Linked DNA regions of Sus scrofa: region 2 is linked to region 1. A link is a contact called in public HiChIP or PLAC-seq data. All regions are on one chromosome and are shown on one strand. Each heading gives the region's core, a stretch centred on a gene start, on an enhancer-like site or on the middle of the called end of the contact. The rest is flanking DNA. Distances are from core to core; before and after follow the strand shown. Region 1 has its middle 100 kb from the start of TRIB2. Region 2 overlaps TRIB2 (tribbles homolog 2).

Evidence for each region. HiChIP or PLAC-seq counts read pairs in DNA pulled down with a chosen protein or histone mark.
Region 2: a contact with region 1 is called in an H3K27ac HiChIP or PLAC-seq map of skeletal muscle. The contact joins two enhancer-like sites. A contact is called at or near these places in 5 of 47 Hi-C or Micro-C datasets (embryonic fibroblasts, fetal heart ventricle, psoas muscle and 1 more) and 1 of 2 datasets of contacts at active chromatin or transcription factors (skeletal muscle).

Annotation. Positions count from the first base shown.
Region 1 is chr3:124,093,170-124,096,872 of Sscrofa11.1, forward strand. No RefSeq gene overlaps it. Among named protein-coding and RNA genes, the nearest start is that of TRIB2, 100 kb to the right of the region's middle. Within about 2 kb of position 1,687, at least 19 of the 83 cell types and tissues checked have an H3K27ac peak or open chromatin away from gene starts, as enhancers often do. A contact at or near this core is called in retroperitoneal adipose tissue and skeletal muscle, where this site is marked.
Region 2 is chr3:124,178,585-124,182,145 of Sscrofa11.1, forward strand. The region is part of intron 3 of TRIB2 (tribbles homolog 2); the gene reads right to left. Among named protein-coding and RNA genes, the nearest start is that of TRIB2, 16 kb to the right of the region's middle. Within about 2 kb of position 1,602, at least 15 of the 83 cell types and tissues checked have an H3K27ac peak or open chromatin away from gene starts, as enhancers often do. A contact at or near this core is called in retroperitoneal adipose tissue and skeletal muscle, where this site is marked.

The DNA.
Region 1 (3,703 bases), core at 437-2,936:
ACACTTGTCATGCTTTAAACCAGATCCCAGAACCATGACAGAATGAAAGGAAGGGAGGAAGGAAGGAAGGGATGGAGGGAGGGAGGAAGGAAGGAAAAAGAAAAGAAAGACGAATGAAGGAAAAAAGGAACAATTTATATTTCTGGTTAATAAAACTGCATGCTTTTGCACTTAGAATATTAGCATGGACAAGGAGCTGTAAGAAAATGCAGAGTGGGAGGCAGGAGATCTATACTTCACAATAAATGCAGCACACTTCCTGAAAAACGTGAGTTCCCGGTTTCCTCAGAAGGGAGACGCTCCATTATGGGGAACAAAAGCGAACACATTTTTCTGTTTCAAATAGCCTGTCGTTTCCCTTTCAGCATTCAACATTCCCTGGAGATTTCTCACCCCAGAGATTAAAAACCTATGCTCTCTGTACATGAAAAACTCACTTATTCTTCATGCTCTGTGGCCTGCAGCAAAGTCTCACTCCTCATAACATCTCCATTAACTCTTACCTTCTGAGTTGTGTGTAGCTAAAAGTATCTAGTCAAATCTGGCTTTGAGAAAGTAATTTTTAGCAAGCTTGTACTAAATTATAACTCTTGTATTTTTAAGCATTCCTTTTGGGTTCCATATAAATGTAGGTTGAAAAACTGTGAGCGGGGGGAGGGGGGGGAAGCAAGACAAAAACAAAGCAGAAAACAAGCAACCAAATTTTTAAATATACATACACACGTGTATTTTATTTGAATGTACTCGTTTGCCCAGCTACGTTAGGTTTAATGCAAAGCAATTTCTCAAAGATCTCATTCTGATTTTGGAGGTGAAGAATTGCTGCTTGAGGAGGTCAATGAACCTCTCACAGGACAATAAACTAGAATTGGAATAAAAAGCTGCCTCCACACCAGGCCCTGGATCTCTCCACCGCACCACACTGCTGGTAAAAAGTGAAGCTTTTTGGAAGCAGCCTGTTTTCAAGCTGGCCCTGGGCACCTGACTTCCAACAGCAACTGTGGAAAACAATAAAGGCACTGAAATCCCCCGGGGTCCGGGGTGGGGGGCAGAAAAGGCCAGAAACAGGGGCGGTTTCCTGGATGGGCCCCTTGGGGTTCTGGGAATCCAGGACCAAAGTCAAGTCCGAGGGCCTGCCGGGCACTACGTCACTTCCGCTCGAAGGCAAGCGCTCTGCTCCCTCGTGGGGTTCCTGCGGGTCTGTGGGGACAAACCACGCTTCTGGACCTCATCTCTTGGGCTCAAGTTGGATGGAAGTAATGAAGTTGGAGATTCCAGCCGGCTGGAGGGAGGGACGGCCAACAAGTTTTGAACAAAGCCATCCTATTTCCTCCCCTGAGCATCGGCTTGAACAAAATGCTCCTTCTGCCAGAGATGACTGCCTGGGCTGAGCTGGCCCTTTGGAAAAGCCCTCCCAGACAGCAGCTGTAAATCACCCGGCTGCCTCCCTCCCTAAGCCCCAGGGCGGCCAAGGTGCAAAGAGTGATTTATCAGGCGGCTTCCAACACGGCTTAATTTGGGGAGGCAGGCTCAAGATGCCCAAGGGCTTTGCCAGCTGAGCCAGGATTCCCCAAAGAGGGAAGCAAGCAGAAGACATTTCTTGGAGGAGGGGACCCAACCTCTGGAACATCTGGGTCCCCCAGGGAGCTGGGACTTTAGGCCAGCTTTCCGTCTTCCCTCCTGCTTCTGTACGCAGAACTGGAAATCGTGGAGAGGTCCAGTCCGGAGGCAAGACGCCTTTCTCCCTCCACCCCCCAAGCTTCCTTAGACAGGAAACTTTAAATTGCTGGGATGGGCCACCCTAATTGCTACTCTTTTAATAACTCGGTTCACCCCTTGAAGTCTCTGTAAACATCTTGGAAGGAGTGTAGACCCGCAAAGAAAGGAAGCGAATGACTCACTTCTCCTTCAGGGAACTGGCTTCTGAGGAATCCGAGAAGAGTGAGTTAATCAACGCCCCCTCCCCTTAAGGCCCGCCTCTCCCAAATCCCGCGAGAGTTCCCGGAACCAACCCTCGCAGGTGTGTGCCTAATTTTCCCTGCTGCCTCCACCTGGGAGATTCTTGGTCTCCCTTCCTCTTTCTAACCACCGGGCTGCACCAGCAGAAAGCAGCAGCCCCACATTTGACTTTTTCCTTCACATCATGATTCTGGAAAGGACCTAGAGAAGTCATTTTGTTTTGTAAATAAGAATGCTGAGAGAACCCAGAGAGGTAGAAAGAGTTGCGGACGACAACTCCGCCCGGGACCAACAGAGCAAAGCCCCCCATCCCGGCCTCCGGTTTGCCCTCCCCCCAACTCCCGCCCCGTCCTGTTCCAGAGAACCCTGGGCTTTCCCTTAACCGTCCTCAGGTTTGAGATCTGGGACTTTGGGAGCCAGCCTGTCTCTGCCACATTGCAGAAGGGTTTTATATCTTTCCTCGCATCTCCATATGGAGTCAACAAGTGGAAAGAATTATTTGGAAACCAATGAAACAGAAAGGGATTGGGAAATACGCATAACTTCATCTGGACACATAGACTTATTTAAACGCCTGTCCTTGTGGTACGATGGCTTTATTTATGGTGGTTTGGGAAGTCAGATACCTGTGGTTTGCCAGAACCTCAGGTATTTGATTCAAGGGTAGGTGAGCAGGTCTCAGAGGTGTTGGCTGGTGGGTGGCAGAAATGAGAAATTTTCGATTTCCTCTGTCATGAAAAAATGGAGTTCCTGTTGTGGCTCAGCGGGGTTAAGAACTCAACTAGTATCCGTGAAGATGAAGGTTTAATCCCTGGCCTCACTTAGTGGGTTAAAGAATCCGATGTTGCTATAAGCTGTGGTGTAGATGCAGCTTGGATCCTGCATTGCTGTGCCATGGTGTAGGCCAGCAGCTGCAGCTCCAACTCCACCCCTAGGCCCCAAAAAGCAAAAAGCAAAAAAAAAAAAAACAAAAAAACAAAAAACAAAAAACAAAAAAAAAGAGTACTCCTTTGCAGGAGGGGACTGAGCTGTGGCAAGGCAGTCATCTCATTGCAAAATGACCAGCTTCAGGGCTAGCATTTTTTCTTAACATTGTGAGAGGCTCAGAACAAGAGGAAGAGAGAGGTGACCTGTTCCCAAGTACAGGACCCGAAATCCAAAGGCATCAGCAGCAGTTGTAGGTCAGATCTCAGAATCACGTGCAGCGGAGTTTAGAATGAAGCACACCAGGAGACAGAGAAGGGACTGTCTGTCTGTCTTGGGCACCACCAGGTGCCCCCAGCTGCTTCCAAGGGCTCACAGGTAAGTCGGTCTTTAGTGGGTGGAGCTTCTGAGATGCCAGTGGTAGATGGGGGCGGGGATTAACTCAAGAAGGTAGCTTCTTAGTGAACCAATGTATGATGAAGGAAGAGCTTTATTACAAATTAGTCAGGGCTAACATTGTTTTAATAGAGAGAATGATTCCTGAGAAGTTCTGAACTCTGAGGTGTTTGGGTATATGGCATTCCAGGACTTCAGCTACAAGTGGGTTCTAGTAAATGGGAATAAAGGATTAGAAAACCTAAATGGAGTAGGATGAGGGGTGAGCAAGCTGAAGTGGCCATGACAGTGGCCCCAGTGGGGCCTCAGGGGAAGTCCAAGCCATCAAAGATGTGGTTTGAGAGACACCAACCCTCAGCGATGGAGGCAGTGGTGGTGAGCGGTGTCTGACCTGGAATGTAAGCCATGGCAAGGCGCTGGGAGG
Region 2 (3,561 bases), core at 352-2,851, 85 kb after region 1:
GAGATTCCTCAGAGTGACAAGGGAGGACAGTGGCAAGGATTTGTGTGACCAAAAACTGTCCATGACAGTGCTTATCTCTCGCAGCTTCTGGGAGGAGGAGAAAGTCCTAAGCCAGGAGCCCCAAGCAGGGCGGATAGATTGGGCTGACAGGCTGCATCCCTGCCTGGGCTTTGTAACCTGTCCCAGGCAGAGCCGGGGGACAGTCTGCTTTTCAACCTCTAATGAACAAGGCTGACATCAGGGGCAGCCTGGACCCGACGTGCAGGGCCAGGCCAGTGCCAGGCCTTGTGTCAGTGGATCCTGAGCCAGGCGAGGAAGCCAGAACCAGCAGGAGCCAGTTCCACTCCCTGCAACCCCCCATGGAGGGAGCAACCCCACTGGCCTTGGAAGCCGGGACCCTATGTGATGTCCTGCCCACCCTTCGCAGAGGCATCCGTGGCTCCCTAGGGGCCACTAAATCCAGCAGTGACCACAGGCTCTTCCAGCCTTAGTTTCCCTTCCATCAAATGAGAACCAATGGTACACAGCCTGAAAAGGGCGTTTCTGGCTTCAAACTTCCTGATTTTACCTTTTCTTTAACTCTTAAGCTATAGGGACTGCACCACTTCCTACATAACATCCTGACATTGATACAGTAATTATAGTAACAACAATAATAAGGATTATGAATTAACCATTGACCAAATGCTGGGCGTTTTTTCAGTCTGTGTGTCTACTTCCCATAACAAAATGGAGAGGCAAATATTATAAGTCCAAACTTCCTAAAAAAATAAGGAAACTGAGGCAGAGAATGAAGGTTAGAGTAACTAAAAAAAAAACTGAGCTCTGATGCAAATCAGGAAGATTCTAACACTGGTGCCCTGTCCAAAATACAGCTGCGGCATCAACATCACAGATTACTTGGTGTCAGAGACAGAGAAACAGAGAAACTTTTTTTTTTTGTTTGTTTTTAGAGCTGCACCCATGGCATATGGAAGTTCCCAGGCTAGGGGTTGAATCAGAGCTGCAGCTGCTGGCCTACACCACAGCCACAGCGACGTGGGATCTGAGCCGCATCTGCTACCCACACCACAGCTCATGGCCACGCTGGATCCTTAACCCACTGAGCGAGGCCAGGGATCGAATGTGCAACCTCATGGATCCTAGTAGGATTTGCTAACCACTGAGGCATGACAGGAACCCCTGAAAGAGAAACTTTTAAAGGAAGATCCTAGAGTTATGGAGACAAACATGGCCCCGGGTTTATTCAGCACCACATCACACACAAACGCATCAGATACAGGACCTAATGGCTGCAGTTCATGGGCTGGATGGTGGTAGCTGGTCCTGCCCATTTACTAGATGAAGAAACTCAGGTGGAGAAGGCAGACGTGACTGGTCTAAGGCCACCTGGCAAGAGTGGCAGAGCTGGGATCTAAACCCAGGCTTTGTGGTGCTCCATCCAAAATACAAACAACGGCATCCGCAAGCCAATCGTGCTTTGCTTTTCGACCTGAAACCCCACCCTGGCCTCTCAGCAGGAGGAGATCAGGACAGGGTGGGCCCGGGTGAGGCCAGGCTGGAGTTCAGCCAGACCAAGTGGGTTTGGCCTGGATGGGAAGTCCGGTGGCCTGAGGTCAGTGGAATCCAGAAGGCACTGAAGGCCTTCCGTGGGGTGGGTCCAAGCAGGCTAAGGGTCCAGGGAGAAAAGGCAGCTGCTGCCAGGTCTGGCCTTGCTGCCCTTGGCTGCCAGTCCAGTTGTCCAGCAACAGTCCCAGTTGGGGCCACCGCCAGGGGGCCGAGGAAAGACCCGTCCCAACACCAGGGGCTGTGTTAAGCTAAACTGGCAGCCTCCACTGGGAGGCCGCAGGCTGCAAAACTGCTCAATAAATCATCCCTCCTGTAATTCTCTGTTTCCTGCGTGCATAGCTTTTCCAACAGTCACCTCTGAGAGCAAATCGATGCTCCAGGTCCCTTAGATCCAGCGAACAGACCCAACACTTAGGTCAAGCAGCTCACCCATTAGCAAGAGAGCAGCAGGTAAAACCAGTAAGGGCCCCACTGCAGGGCAGGGTGAGCGCCAAAGATCTGGGAGGTGGGGAAGTTCCTGCGCCAGTTTGATGTGCTTGAAAACTGCATTTTGGAAGGATGGAGCCACTGGCCGGGAAACAGCACAGCTGGGATGAGAAACCGAAGCCGACTCAAGCTCCCAAGTGTTTCCACGGCACTGGCTGCTGAGCCAGGAAGCAAGAGCCCGGGCGCTCGGCAGGCAGGTGCACGTTCCTGCCCGACTCATCAGGGCCCCGGTGGGAACGGGGAAGCCGCTCCACCTCCGCAGGAGGACCCCACCCCCGTGATGGGAAGACCCGGACAGCGACCGAGCTGCCTCCAGCCTCCTCATCAAGAGTCCATTCCCCTCTCCTCCCCTGCTCTGAGCCCTGATCCCTGGTCACCCCCCACCGCAAATCAATGGATTCTGCCTCTCAGGAAAGCTCCCACAGGCCGTCACCTCCCACCCCCACCCCACCCCCCACTAGAGAGCGCTGGCTGCCCCGAGGGCCCACCCAACCCAGATTCTTCCAGGGAGAGCCAGGCACATCCCTCAAGGGGCAGCTCCTTGCTGCTGAGGCTGATTTGGGGTCCGGAACATTCGTATCCATGCCCCACTGGTGGGGTGGGGGCCAGGCTCAGGCCAGTCCTTCCAACCCCGCCAACCCCAGAAGCTCTGAGAGCAGCCGGTCCACACCCTGAGCCAGACAAGGATGCTTTCCTTGGCAGAGCCCTGCCACAGGGGCATCCCCAGAGGGCCCAGGCACCCGCCGAACAAGTTCAGGGAGTCAGAAGACAGTTCTGCTCTTGGTGGTGTCACTAAAACCTTATAGGGCTTGGGAAGAACCTTCCCCTCCCGACACCTGGGAGCTTGAGTCGGCTTCGGTTTCTCATCCCAGCTGTGCTGTTTCCCGGCCAGCGGCTTCATCTTTCCAAAGTGCAATTTTCCACGCACATTAAAGATAAAAGAGTTGGGTTTAAATCCCCTTTTTGGAGTTCCCGTTATGGCTCAGTGGTTAACGGACCTGACTAGTATCCAAGAGGACATGGGTTTGAGCCCTAGCCTTGCTCAGTGGGTTAAGGATCTGGCATTGCCGTGATGAGCTGTTGGTGTAGGTTCCAGATGCGGCTCGGATCTGGTGTTGCTGTGGCTCTGGCATAGGCCGGCGGCTAGAGCTCCCATTAGACCCCTAACCTGGGAACTTCCAGGTGCTGCAGGTGCAGCCCTAAATAGACAAAAAGACCAAAACAAAACAAAACAAAACAAAAACCCACAATAGCAGGACCAGTTTATTGGGTGTAAACTGCTTAATTTAAATATGGTAATTCATGCAGATTCAATCAGTGCATTTAGGTGCTGTCGTTACAACAAGGCCTGGTCTGAGGTGGACCCTGGATACAATCTCACTACAACGTAAGTCCCGTGACAGCAGGGTCTCTGTCTCGTCTGACACTGCAGTATCTCCAGCACCTAGAATAGTGCCAGGCACGTACCAGGTGCTCCGTAACTATTTGTTGGACAAATAAATGAAT